Linked DNA regions of Arabidopsis thaliana: region 1 is linked to region 2. The links are chromatin contacts, called in public capture Hi-C maps. All regions are on one chromosome and are shown on one strand. The core of a region is the stretch at or near the end of the contact, and the rest is flanking DNA. Distances in the headings are between cores, read along the strand shown. Region 1 holds the start of HB6 (homeobox protein 6). Region 2 holds the start of CSI1 (binding protein).

Region 1 (6,649 bases), core at 66-2,565, 120 kb after region 2:
GAATTCACAAGCTTCTTCTCCACTCAGAAAGTCCTCATGATCCTCCGTCTGCTCCATTTTCACAAACTGGAAGAAATTACCTCCTGGAACCGTCACCGGAGCCGCCACAGTGACATTAGAGCTGCTTTCTTCATTCAGCAGAGCGCTTGAATCGCTACTGTCTGAAGATCCAGCTGCGGCGGCGAATGAAGAAGCCGCCGCCTTTAATGGAAGAAGATCACGTAGATCTGTGAAACTCCGGTAATTAAGACCATCAGAATGTTCAAGAAACTGTGGAGGAGACGACGGTGCCTCTGTAATCTTCTCCGGCAACGAAACTTCTTCCTCCTTGACCGAAATATCACTCTCCGTTGTCACCGCCGCGTTGTTCTCTTCTTCTTCTTCTTCTCCTCCTCCTCCATTAAGCTTCGTTTTCAGTTTACTAATCTGCATCAAACCAAAACCATAAGTTTCAATTCTCTTGTAAATCTCAAGATTGGTAAAAAGTTTCAATTTTTTTAACTTTGAATCAACAAAAGTTTCAATCTTTTATCAAAAAGGTTGAATTTTTATACCTCTTGAAGGAGAGATTCATTGTCACGGCGGAGGGAATCAAAGTTATGACGGAGAGAATCGTACTGGGTTTTAAGAACACCGTAATCTTTCTCAAGCTGTTTTGTCTTCCACCGAGCACGACGGTTTTGAAACCAAACAGCAACTTGACGAGGTTGAAGACCAAGTTCTTGAGCTAACTTAACTTTCCTCTCAGGCTCAAGCTTATTCTCTAACTCAAAATTCTTCTCCAAAGCTTTAACTTGGTTAATGCTTAACCTTCTCTTCTTCTCCGACAAGCCCACGTGTCCTCTTTCTTCTACTATAGCTTCTTCTTCTTCCTCGTATCCTTCAAGCATCGACTGAAACTCTCTCCCACCGTATCTCCTCGGACTCTGCTCATCTGTAATTCCATAAGAAGAACAATTAGCAAACAAAGATGAGATTAATTAAAGGACTTGTTTAGAAAATTAGCTAAGTACCTGTGGAAGTTGTAGGACATAAAGAGATGAGACCACCCACTGAATCTGAACTACTTAATCTCTTCATCATCAACAATCTTTAATTACTTTCGAAATTTTTAATAACTTCTCAATTTAATGCATAGTACTTGATGATCTTTACTCTCTTAAACCCATCAAGAAAAGAGAAAACTTTGAAGGAAGAGAGAAAGAGAAATGGAGAGAAATTAAAGACAATGGAGATTCTTCTATATACAGAGAGAGAGAGGAGAGAGATTGTTGAGGTTGATGAGCGTTTTCCATATGAACAAGCTTGGTTTCACACTTTCTCTCAGTTTAAATAAACTCAAAGGTTGGGTTAGAAAGTAACCATGGTTAAGTAGATATTGTCTTGGGTGTTTTCTTTTGTAAATGATTTTTTTTTTTTTGTTAAAATAAATTTGAGGGGGTCCACCGGCTATACCCAGTTACCTCCAGGTTTCTTCCGGTATCACTGGAACTCGTGTAAGAGAAGATTAAAAAATCAATTAAAATAAAATTAATCTCAAACGGATATAATATGGCTCGGCTTATACTAATCGGCTCAGCTCCACTCAAGCTATACGTGGAAAGGAATCTCTGTGTTAAATTAATAATCTATTTTTAAAAATTGAATAATCGAGTTTTCTTTTTATTAATCTTTTGAAATTGTCTATTCACCATGTAAAAGTTATTATAACATCACAATATTGTGTTTAGAAGTTTTATAGTAGTGTGTAACAAAATTGGTTATCAGAATTATTTTGTTAAATGCTAAAATCATGAATGCTTTAGAGATATTTTTTTGACAACATTTTACAAAATATGTTTGTCTTATTCGCATGGTAATCTAATCATCATGTCTTCTTTAATTTGTTAAAGTTGTAATAATTGGATTATATGCGTTTTTTATTTTCTCTAACCCATTAAAAAATTTATAAATTAAAGTTATAGGGTGATGACTTTCGTGGCAATGCAAAAATGAGACAAGAGCTGTTGGGCCTCGATGACAGCAACAAGAGTGAGTTTTTTGCTTTCTTTTTATTTGGGTTAGGTTCTTTTGATTCTCCAAAACATATTTATATTCTCTTATATATTTGGAAAGTTTTTGGGTTTTTGGTTCTTTGATTTTTTTCACCTTATAAGTTCCTATATCCGGTATCATCCATTGATAATATAATTAGTTTGTTTTCTTTATAAAATGTAAATTATATTTTTTAGGTATAACATCATCTTAACTATAGTCAAAATAATTCTTTTGGATCGAAACTAACAACCTTAATATCAACATGAAATTGTGTTTATTTTAGAGGTGAAAATGCGCCAAACCTCTTCTTGTCTTTGGATTTCGGAGGACCATAGGTTCTGGAATGCTGACTCGCGTATGGAAAGATCCATGGATTCCCACTATCCTAGCGCGGCCTGCAAAGAGCATTCTTAACATAAGAGATTCTCTACTCTATGTCAATGATTTAATTGACCAAAACACAAATTTGTGGAAATTGGACCGTCTCCAAGCACTGATCGATCCCGTTGATATTCCACTCATTTTAGGGATTCGCCCAAGTCGTACCTACTTGAGTGATGGCTTTAGCTGGTCTCACACTAAATCCGGTAATTATACTGTTAAGTCAGGATATTGGGTCGCGAGAGATCTTTCTCGTCCTACTTGTGACCCCCCTTTTCAGGGACCAGGTGTTTCGGCACTTCAGGCACAAGTATGAAAGCTTAAAACTACGCGGAAGCTTATGCATTTCGTGTGGCAATGTATCTCGGGTTGTTTAGCCACTTGTCAAAGATTGACATATCGCCATATGGGTACAGATAAAGGTTGTCCCCGTTGCGAAGAAGTAGAAGAGACAATCAACCATCTATTGTTTCATTGTCCACCTTCGAGACAGATTTGGGCTTTATCGCCTATTCCTACCTCAGGGAATATTTTCCCTAGAAACTCTCTCTTCTATAATTTCGACTTCCTTTTTTGGCGTGACCGAGAATTTGGAATTGGAGAAAAGGTGTTGGAACTCTTTCCATGGATAATTTGGTATATCTGGAAAAGTAAAAATCGTTTTGTTTTTGAGAACTTCAGGGAACCTCCCCCTGAAACTTTGGTTTTGGCACTTCAAGAGACAGCTGTTTGGAAACAAGCAACTCTAAAAGAGGATGATTCCACTCGTCCAATCGTGTTCGTAGGTTCTTCTCAGACCCCGTCCACCTTGCTCCCTGAATGTCAACTCGATGCATCATGGCATGTAGATGACACATTGAGCGGGCATGGTTGGGTACTTGTTCGACAAGACTTGGTCATCCACCTTGGCCTTAAGAGCACTCGTCGAAATTTATCACCGCTTCATGCGGAATTTAACTCTTTGTTATAGGCAATGGAGTGCATGATCTCTATTGGTGATACTTCTGGTACTTTTGCTTCGGATTGCTCAGACTTGATTGCTATCCTTGATAACCAAGACGATTGGCTGACTTTTGCAGCGGAATTGGCTTCATATCGTTCTTTAGTTTGTTTTTTCCCTTCTTTTCGTATTAGATTTCTTTCTCGTAGTTCTAATACTCGAGCAGATTGTTTAGCTAAGAAAGCTCGGGCTCGCAATAGCCTTTTTTCCCATGTAAGCACATTGGTTCCTAAATGGCTCTCTCTAGCGGAGAGTCTCTTCCCGATAACTTAATATAAATGGTGTTTGAAGAAAAAAAAAAAAAAATGCAACAAAATCTACTCGATTTTCTATTTTGATACAATGCTCCATTCTTATAAAAAAAAATAAAAGAGGAAAACTGTAAAGTAAGGTGTAAATTTGGTGAAGAAAATCATTATCCAATCAAAAACGTTTTGTGTAATAGAAACGTAAATAAAACGAGTCAAGGCACCGACACAAGATGATCTCAATGGGGATTTGTGTTTCCACCTAATACGACATCGTATTCAATTCCTAAACGACGCCGTTCCGCTCGTGCTTACCCATAAATGGAAAAATATCTATACAACTGCCACGTCAGCACACCAAAAAATATCACCGGCGAAAAACACACACAGTGATATTCTACGGCGGTGGTTCAGTCTCTTCGAAGCTCGTCGTCTCTCTCTTCAAAACTCCGGTGAAAATGGCGTCGCTTACTCTCCGGTGCGATTCGACGCATCTTTTGCCTTCCCGGTAATCAAATTGAATTGTATTTCTCTCTGTTTCACTGAATTTGAATTGATAGTTTTTGATTAGATCTGTTTATCATTCGGAATTTGAAATTACGTTTGCTTATGATTCGATTTTGGATTCAATTGAAACACATATCTATGTATTTAGGTTTTGATGGTTATGTTGTCTTCATGGGTTTTTCAGTGATGTTGTCAAGGGAACAAAACCATTTGGAACGAGCTTGGTGTATCCTAGGATCATATCGAAGAAGTTTAATGTTAGAATGAGAGTGATACCTGAGGAAGGAGATGTGTTCTCTTCTTCTAAGAGTAATGGATCATCAATGGGGATTGAGTTACAGCCAGATTTGGTTTCGTTTGGAACATTAGCAGCTGAAATGATTCCTACAACAATGGATTCTCCTGAAGTTGAGGATGAAGAGTTTGATTTAGATCGACCTACTGATGGATTTGCGTCTATTCCTCAAGCTATTGAAGATATTCGACATGGCAAGGTTTGTAATAGTAGCATCGTGTCTGCTTACTGTCTTATTAGAAGGGGAAGGTCTTAAGTGAGAAAGCTTTGCGTTTTTCTTGCAGATGGTAGTTGTTGTAGATGATGAAGATAGAGAAAACGAAGGAGATTTGATAATGGCGGCATCTTTGGCTACACCTGAAGCTATGGCTTTTGTTGTAAAGCATGGGACTGGAATCGTGTGTGTGAGCATGAAAGGCGAAGACTTGGAGAGGTTAGAGCTTCCTTTAATGGTAACGCGTAAGGATAACGAGGAAAAACTCCGCACGGCCTTCACGGTTTCAGTGGTGAGTAAAAGTATGTTTTTCTTTGGTGTTGAGAAAACCACAAGACTCTTAGTGGTGTGTGATGAAAAGAATGTTGAAAATATTTGCCAGGACGCAAAAAAGGGAACATCCACAGGTGTCTCAGCTCGTGATAGGGCGCAAACAATATTAACCCTTGCATCAAAAGATTCAAAACCTGAAGATTTCAATCGTCCTGGTCATATTTTTCCTTTGAGATACAGAGAAGGTGGTGTTCTTAAAAGAGCAGGGCATACAGAAGCCTCTGTTGACTTGACTGTGTTGGCCGGTTTAGAACCAGTATCTGTTTTATGTGAGATTGTAGATGATGATGGTTCCATGGCTAGATTACCAAGACTCCGCCAATTCGCTCAAGAGAACAACTTGAAATTAATTTCAATCGCTGATTTAATCAGGTACAATACATTCAATTCAAGATCAGCTACTGGTGTTTGGATTAAGAACACTCAACTCCCTCTGTTACTGATGTTTTCCTCTTGATTTCTGGTAGATACCGAAGGAAAAGAGAGAGACTGGTTGAGTTTACTGCGGTTGCGCCTATACCGACAATGTGGGGACCATTCAAAGCACATTGCTTTAAGTCATTACTTGATGGAGTTGAGCACATTGCAATGGTCAAGGTAAGAATAAACCCTATTTGAAACCATGAGAGACTTCCGTTTCTTATAAACCATATTATGATTAAAATACAGGGAGAAATCGGAGATGGGAAGGATATTCTCGTGAGAGTACACGCGGAGTGTATCACAGATGATATATTCGGAAATAGCTCTGGTGGAAAACAGTTAGCGATTGCAATGAGACTGATTGAAGAAAATGGGAGAGGTGTTTTTGTCTACTTACGTGGTCCTGAAAGTAAAGGCATTGATCTAAGCCACAAGCCTCGTACTTACAACACCAATTCAGATCAAGCCGAGGGTGTTTCATTTCCCGTTGCTTCACGGGAATACGGCATTGGAGCACAAGTAATAACAAAAACATTGAATCTTTACTATGTTTACTGTTTATTTTAAAAAGCAAAAGTGTGATCAAAGATTGGTAATGCAGATTCTAAGGGATCTTGGAGTTAGAGAGATGAAGGTGATGACGAATAATCCAGCACATTACGTTGGTCTTAAAGGCTATGGTTTATCAATTTCTGGTAAGGTTCCACTCATTACTACTCCTTAAGTGTTGTTTTGACCGTTGTTTGATTACGTTAAGAGACGACACGTGTCGGCTTCTTGAGTGACTTAGTTTGTTGTTTAGTTGTGGTTTTGGCGCCTAAATCATGTGATCTGATATTGTGTTTTTTGACCTCCATAATTATCATTAGAATTATTTTAAATGGCATTTTCTCTGCAAATTTTACTTGAGAATTCGTTTTCTAGTAATCAAGTGATCGTTACTAACATTTACGTTGTGTAATTAAGAGAATTCCAGTCACGAAAAAAACAAATTTGTTTGGAATATTTTGAGAGTAACATTTATTTGTTTTTCCTTCTTTGTCAACTACTACTTATTTTAGTCTATTAATTGCATTATGAACATTAGTATAATAGTATCTATTTTTTGCCGAATTATTCTCATTTTGTCTCTAAATAATCAGTTTTTTTAAAGACAAGACCATTATTTATGTAGTACAGAAATGATAGCAACAAGATAAAAAAATTAAAAC
Region 2 (7,011 bases), core at 1,779-4,278:
TGATATTGTCCATAAAAATATCAGTGCAATAGTTTTTTAACTATTTTAAATTCGGCGAAATGGGTCAAAGTCAGACAATGAATCGATTAAAGTTAAGGAAAATAAAAAAATTCAAGGGATAAAGAGAATGAGCATGGAGAAGCATAATGATGAGAATGGAATCATATCCAACGGCCATAAAGCATAAGTCCTTTCTCTATAAATTACGACAACTTCTCTTCATCATTATAACCAAACTCATCCTTCACTTCATTATTCCTTTAACCACACATTCTCTTTGTTCATTATAATAATCAAATTAACTAACATATAATCGAACTATAATCACAAAATGTCTTCGATGGGAGCAAACTATGCACAACTTCAAGTCATGCAGAAGAAGCAGAAGGAGAAGATGATGAAAAAGAAGTTGGAGAAGAGAAGAGATGGCGGTGTTGACGGTGAAGAAGGAGGTGGCGTTTCTTCCGCCGGTAATAGAGTATTTCCGGTCAAGTCTTCTCCGTTGTCGACTTAAGAAAAAGTAGAAAGACAAGAGTGAATTATGAAGTGTGAGATATTTTCTTCTATTTTCAGTTGACTTTATGTGTCTCTATGTCACTATGTGTGATGTGATGCGATGTGATATACAAGTGGTCGTCTTTTGTATCAAGTTACGTAATTTGTGTTCTTTTTTTTTTTTTTTCAATGTCGATTGTATTAAAAAAAACTTTGTATATTTTCGTAGATTTCAATCAACATGTAAGATATATCTCTATTGACAATCTATTTTGAAGTTTTTAATTTTTGAATTTCGCCAAAACGTTTACCAAATTTGTGAGACTTGCATAAAACACGAGTGGTCTATTCAGCCTATAAATTAGTTGAATGCTACAAGCCTACAAGCTTAAAATAAATCGAAAATTTTATATATTAATTAAAACTTATAATTTGTTTAGTTCTGTTTTCTTTCTCAGTGACTGTTGATTTTATATATAATTGTGTCTGACCTAAATTGTATTGCGTATGATTGAAACTTGTATGATTTGTAGAAAAGAGAGAGAGGAGGAGTGTCTATATGTTTTTATTTCTTTTTGTCTTGGATCCATTACCATATCTATAGGTCTCAGATTCTATGTTTACAACCTAAACTGTTTTCATTATCTATGAAATATTTACAATTTAGCAAAAAAAACAATGACAATCTACTCATCAAGAGGACTAGATGATGACTTTCAAATCTTTTTTTTTTGGTTTTTTTTTTTTTTGGCAAAGATGACTTTCAAATCTTTGCAAACAAAATCAAAATGTAAAAAATGAGAGAGAGAAACCAAAAATAATAATGAGAAAATAGTCTATTAAGAAAAGATGTACGTAAGAATTAAGTTAAAATGTAACACTAAAATAAAAGAAAAAATCAAATGTATGATAAGACCCTCATCAAACCATTATATTGAAGTAAATTATATATGTATGAAAATGAAATATCAAAGAGTTCTTTTACTCTCACTTATGACACGCTAAATTAAAACCACTAAAAACCATAATATTAATTTCACGGCTACAAGTTGATGCTTCCTCAAACTTACTACGTTCCAATGCCGGGCACTGATTAAATATGGACTTCACATCTTTTTTTTTTTTTTTAGATATTCATTTCCAAACGGTCTATTGACAGATGGGCTAAGAATTTCACGGGTTACAAAAAAGTGGTCCAAATCGGAACATAATAGAAACAAGATCAGTAAAACGACGGTTCACCGGCCGGAGACGCAGCCTTCACCTTCTATATCCGATGCAAATTTAACATATTTCGAACGAATCTATGAGATCTATATGAGAATTTTGCTTCTTGGGTTTTATACGGTTCGGGAAAGTGGATGTATCAAGTTGTGACAAGAAGCATCAAAGAATATGACTTTGTCCAGTCATTTTTATGGTATAGTGATGATCGTCAATGATCATAATTGGCTAGGAAGAAAGAGCACATGTGCATTCATATGATTATCATAATTGTGCATATCATATGCTTTTATGGGCATAGTTGTCGATAGAAACAAAACATGCGTCGAGGAAAAAACAAAAGAATAGTTAAAACTTAGAATCTTTGATTCTCATGAGCCATGAGGCCATGTGCTTTTTCTCTCCCACGTTATATGTTTTACCATCCTTATAATTTGCTCCCCCGACTTCTCTCACTTTCAGACGAAAAGAACTGCTGTCGCGATTTTTGAACAATTATGGAAAATAATTTAGATGTGAAGGAAGCCGTAAAAATAGTTATTATACTTTTTGTCCATATATATAGAATTCGTGATGATTATGTTGTGGATGACAATTGGTGGTAGATAGAAACCTTTACTATCGCCATTGTTATGGGCTAATTAATCAAGTTTGGTAACAAATCAACATAATAGGACCAATAACAACAACTACTGCAGATCTTACTATTATTCTTTTTATTAATTCATCAGTATATTTTATTATTTTTTCTTGATTGTTTATCCGATTGATCTTGTAAGAGATAACTTTTGATTATTACATAACTTACTTCAACATGTTAAATGACACAATAAAATAGACAATTTATTTTTGATATCCTTTTGAAAAATATTAAATAAATATTTGTAATGACTGTGTTGCACTAAAAAATCGAGATAACCCCATGAGTGATAATTTGGTAACATAATCTAAACTTAGAGACAATTAACTAATTAAGTTATTATCTGAGAAATAAATTAGACAATATTTTTATTCGTGTGTGTAATTTTTGTGGTATAATATTTTTTCTTATATTGTTTCAATTCTACGGATGTTTTGGATAAAAAGGTTAATCAAATTTATAAAATGTAAAATTTTGCTTGAACAAATGAACCAAAATGTTTACTAATTGGCTAATTGCTGGAAAAAAACAGTTATATAATTTTTGTTAACAAAAAAAATGTTTGATGTAAATAATTAATTCACAGCTAAAAGTCAATTTCCTCATTTATTTTTGATTAAAGAAAGTAATAAAAAACAATTAAGTATACCATTCGCTGTACAAGAGTCGTTTAGTTCTGTCGGCTCGACAACCGACTCAAGCCGGCTCGAGTCGCTAAGTGAATCCACTCGCTGTCTGTCGGTGGACAAAGCCGGCTCCAATCTGATCACTCTCTCTCACCAGCACACACACAGCTCTCTCTCTTCCCTCTCTCTCTCCCCCGCTTTATACTTTGTTGAGTCAAAATCACAGACGAAGAAGAAGAAGAAACCTCTCTCTCACTCCTCTCTCCTTTCTCTCGTCTTATTCGCTTCTCTTCTACGTAACAGATTGTTCATCTTCTTCTCCTTGTTGCATTGAGGTGAGTTCAATTTGATCTATCAATGTCTAAATGCATGCTTTTTGAATTATCGGATCTCTTGTGTTTGATTTCATTGATAGAGATCCAATTATGATCTAGATCTGAAGAATCCTGTTTTTTGAGTTCCTATTGGTTAAAAAGTTTCCTCATTTAGCTTTAGTTCGAATCTGGAATGTTAAACGATTCGGATCGAGATTTAGCAGTAGTAGAATTCAGTTAGGTAGAGTGATATTTTTATACTATTAGTCTTCAATTATAATATAATTGCATTGAGCTTTTCCTACTTCACTGTATCGTTTTCTATTGTAAAGATTGATCCTTTTTATATATTATGCAGGGGGTGTTGTTGATGTTCTGACGATCTGATTTGAGTAGATCTGGGTAGGGGGCAAGGTCTCTGGGTCTACTTTTGATTTGAGAATTTTTTAAGTGAAGTGAAGATATGACAAGTGCTCTTGGATGGAGATTTCCTTCCACTAATGGAAATGGCCTTGCCCCAAGTGACACGGTAATAATTACTTGATTCAGTATTAACATTCATCACACGGGTTTATGGAAAAGCTTGTTTAGTTGATATACTGCAATCTTTCTGAGTTGCAAAGTCAGATCTGGTGTATTAGCAGGATGATTAAGCTGATATGTCCCTTGCATTTTGAATCTGATTTGAAAAAAGTACTTGAGCTAAGTCCATTGTTAATTAATGGCTTTGTACCAGTCAGTTATATCTGATAGAGTGTCATGATAAAGGTTATAGTTTTTCCATTGCATAGGAGCGAAAAGGTCTTGTTGCTCTTTTAACTTATTTTCTGTTGTTTGGTCTTGATTGCAGGAGAGAAATGGGGATATGAAGATGCATGATTCAGAGCCCCCAACTCCACATTCAACCACAAAGATGAGTTTGAGGTAACGCATATATGTATTTGGTACTGCATGGGAGCTAATCATCGTGATAAAATTGAGGTTTTATCTGTATTTGTTGCACCACCATCTTGGTTTAACAATGCCTGTGGAAATTAATATTATCTGGATTGGTTTCCTATGTTATCCTTTCAAATGAGACATTTTAAGCAGAAAGGCACACCTATTAGCGAATTAGTATCTAACTTTCCCCATCCCCTGCAGAGACCGGACAACCAGCATGGAAGATCCAGATGGGACATTAGCAAGTGTTGCCCAATGCATTGAGCAGCTGCGCCAAGGTTCATCATCTGCACAAGAAAGAGAATATTGTCTGAAGCAGTTACTGGACCTTATAGAAATGCGTGAGAATGCATTCAGTGCTGTCGGATCACACTCCCAAGCTGTGCCAGTACTTGTCTCTCTTCTCCGATCGGGATCAGTTGGAGTGAAGATACAAGCTGCAACCGTCTTGGGTTCACTCTGCAAGGAGAACGAACTTAGAGTTAAGGTGTTACTTGGGGGATGCATTCCTCCATTGCTTGGTCTTCTCAAGTCCAGTTCAGTCGAAGGGCAGATCGCTGCAGCAAAGACAATCTATGCTGTTTCTGAAGGTGGGGTTAAAGACCATGTTGGATCAAAAATATTTTCCACTGAGGGAGTTGTACCGGTTCTGTGGGACCAATTGCGCAGTGGAAATAAAAAAGGAGAGGTTGATGGTTTGTTAACTGGTGCACTTAAGAACCTTTCTAGTACCACAGAGGGATTTTGGTCTGAGACAATTCGAGCTGGGGGAGTGGATGTACTTGTGAAGCTGCTCACAAGCGGGCAGTCAAGTACACTATCTAATGTCTGCTTCCTTCTTGCGTGTATGATGATGGAAGACGCCTCTGTTTGTTCCAGTGTATTGACTGCAGACATTACAAAACAGCTTCTCAAATTATTAGGATCGGGTAATGAAGCCCCAGTGAGGGCAGAGGCTGCTGCTGCTCTCAAGTCGCTTTCTGCTCAATCTAAGGAAGCAAAGCGGGAAATCGCTAATTCTAATGGTATTCCTGTTTTAATAAATGCAACAATAGCTCCATCTAAAGAATTCATGCAAGGTGAATATGCGCAAGCATTACAAGAAAATGCAATGTGTGCCCTTGCTAATATTTCCGGTGGTTTGTCATATGTCATATCAAGCCTTGGTCAGAGCCTTGAATCTTGCTCTTCGCCTGCTCAGACTGCCGACACCCTTGGGGCTTTAGCTTCAGCATTGATGATATATGATGGCAAGGCAGAAACTACAAGAGCATCAGATCCATTGGTCGTTGAACAGACTCTGCTGAAGCAGTTTAAGCCTCGTCTACCATTCTTGGTGCAAGAACGTACAATTGAAGCACTTGCAAGTTTGTATGGGAATTCCATACTCTCTGTCAAACTTTCCAACTCGGATGCAAAACGTTTGCTTGTTGGTCTAATAACGATGGCGGTGAATGAGGTTCAAGATGAGCTTGTAAAGGCTCTTCTGATGCTGTGTAACCATGAAGGTAGCCTGTGGCAAGCACTACAGGGCCGTGAAGGGATCCAATTGCTAATATCTCTTTTGGGTCTTTCATCCGAACAGCAGCAAGAATGTGCTGTTGCACTTCTTTGCCTTTTGTCTAACGAAAATGATGAAAGCAAGTGGGCCATCACTGCTGCTGGAGGTATACCTCCACTTGTTCAAATTCTAGAGACTGGGTCGGCCAAAGCCAGGGAAGACTCTGCAACTATCCTTAGGAACTTGTGCAATCATAGCGAAGATATACGTGCTTGTGTTGAAAGTGCGGATGCTGTCCCTGCTCTCTTATGGCTACTAAAGAATGGTAGTCCAAATGGTAAAGAAATTGCCGCCAAGACATTGAATCATTTGATTCATAAATCAGATACTGCAACTATCAGTCAGCTTACTGCTTTGCTGACCAGTGATCTACCTGAGTCTAAAATTTACGTTTTGGATGCATTGAAGAGTATGCTTTCTGTGGTCCCATTCAATGACATGCTACGTGAAGGCAGTGCTTCCAATGATGCTATTGAGACAATGATCAAGTTGATGAGCTCTGGTAAAGAAGAAACTCAAGCAAATTCAGCATCAGCTCTTGCAGCTATCTTCCAGAGCAGAAAGGATTTGCGTGAGAGTGCTCTAGCCCTCAAAACTCTCTTGTCGGCCATAAAACTGTTAAATGTGGATTCGGAGAGGATCCTTGTTGAGTCTTGCCGCTGCCTGGCTGCAATTTTACTTTCAATTAAGGAGAATCGCGATGTGGCCATTTCTGCCAGAGAAGCATTGCCTACCATAGTATCTCTAGCCAACTCTTCTGTTCTAGAAGTTGCTGAGCAAGGAATGTGCGCTTTGGCTAATCTTATATTGGACAGTGAAGTGTCAGAGAAGGTCATTGTCGAAGATATCATCTTGTCCGCCACTAGAATCTTACGTGAAGGTACAGTGTCTGGGAAGACACTTGCTGCTGCGGCAATTGCCCGCCTCCTTAGTCGTCGCCGAATTGATTCTGCATTGACAGATTCTGTGAACCGAGCTGGAACAGTGCTTACCTTAGTGTCTCTTCTAGAATCTGCCGATGGAAGATCTGATGCAATATCAGAGGCCCTAGATGCGCTTGCTATATTCTCAAGGTCAGGAGCTAATGGAAATGTAAAACCAGCTTGGGCTGTTTTGGCTGAATCTCCCAACAGTATGGCCCCAATAGTCTCATCTATAGTGAGTGTTGCTAATCCTTCACTACAGGACAAAGCTATTGAAGTTTTGTCA

Evidence for each region. Capture Hi-C pulls out chosen DNA fragments and counts their contacts.
Region 1: a capture Hi-C map of seedling shows a contact between it and region 2, with 2.4 times the contacts expected there. The contact joins the promoter of HB6 here to the promoter of CSI1 in region 2. A contact is called at or near these places in 1 of 26 Hi-C or Micro-C datasets (root) and 1 of 3 other capture datasets (seedling).

Annotation. Positions count from the first base shown.
Region 1 is chr2:9,526,530-9,533,178 of TAIR10.1, forward strand. It overlaps HB6 (homeobox protein 6), which reads right to left and starts at 1,316. Exons shown (of 3, transcript NM_127808.3): 1 at 1,014-1,316; 2 at 555-934; 3 at 1-426. The coding sequence starts at 1,083. AT2G22440 (non-LTR retroelement reverse transcriptase) reads left to right here and starts at 2,381. Exons shown (of 2, transcript NM_127809.2): 1 at 2,381-2,705; 2 at 2,943-3,531. The coding sequence starts at 2,381. The coding sequence ends at 3,388. It overlaps RIBA2 (riboflavin biosynthesis protein), which reads left to right and starts at 3,836. Exons shown (of 7, transcript NM_127810.4): 1 at 3,836-4,174; 2 at 4,358-4,667; 3 at 4,753-4,974; 4 at 5,065-5,387; 5 at 5,483-5,612; 6 at 5,685-5,957; 7 at 6,040-6,537. The coding sequence starts at 4,125. The coding sequence ends at 6,162. AT2G22460 (MIZU-KUSSEI-like protein (Protein of unknown function, DUF617)) reads right to left here. Exons shown (of 1, transcript NM_127811.3): 1 at 6,565-6,649.
Region 2 is chr2:9,403,031-9,410,041 of TAIR10.1, forward strand. It overlaps CSI1 (binding protein), which reads left to right and starts at 3,029. Exons shown (of 8, transcript NM_127781.5): 1 at 3,029-3,320; 2 at 3,658-3,828; 3 at 4,150-4,223; 4 at 4,443-7,011. The coding sequence starts at 3,763. AT2G22122 reads left to right here and starts at 37. Exons shown (of 1, transcript NM_201779.2): 1 at 37-805. The coding sequence starts at 332. The coding sequence ends at 514.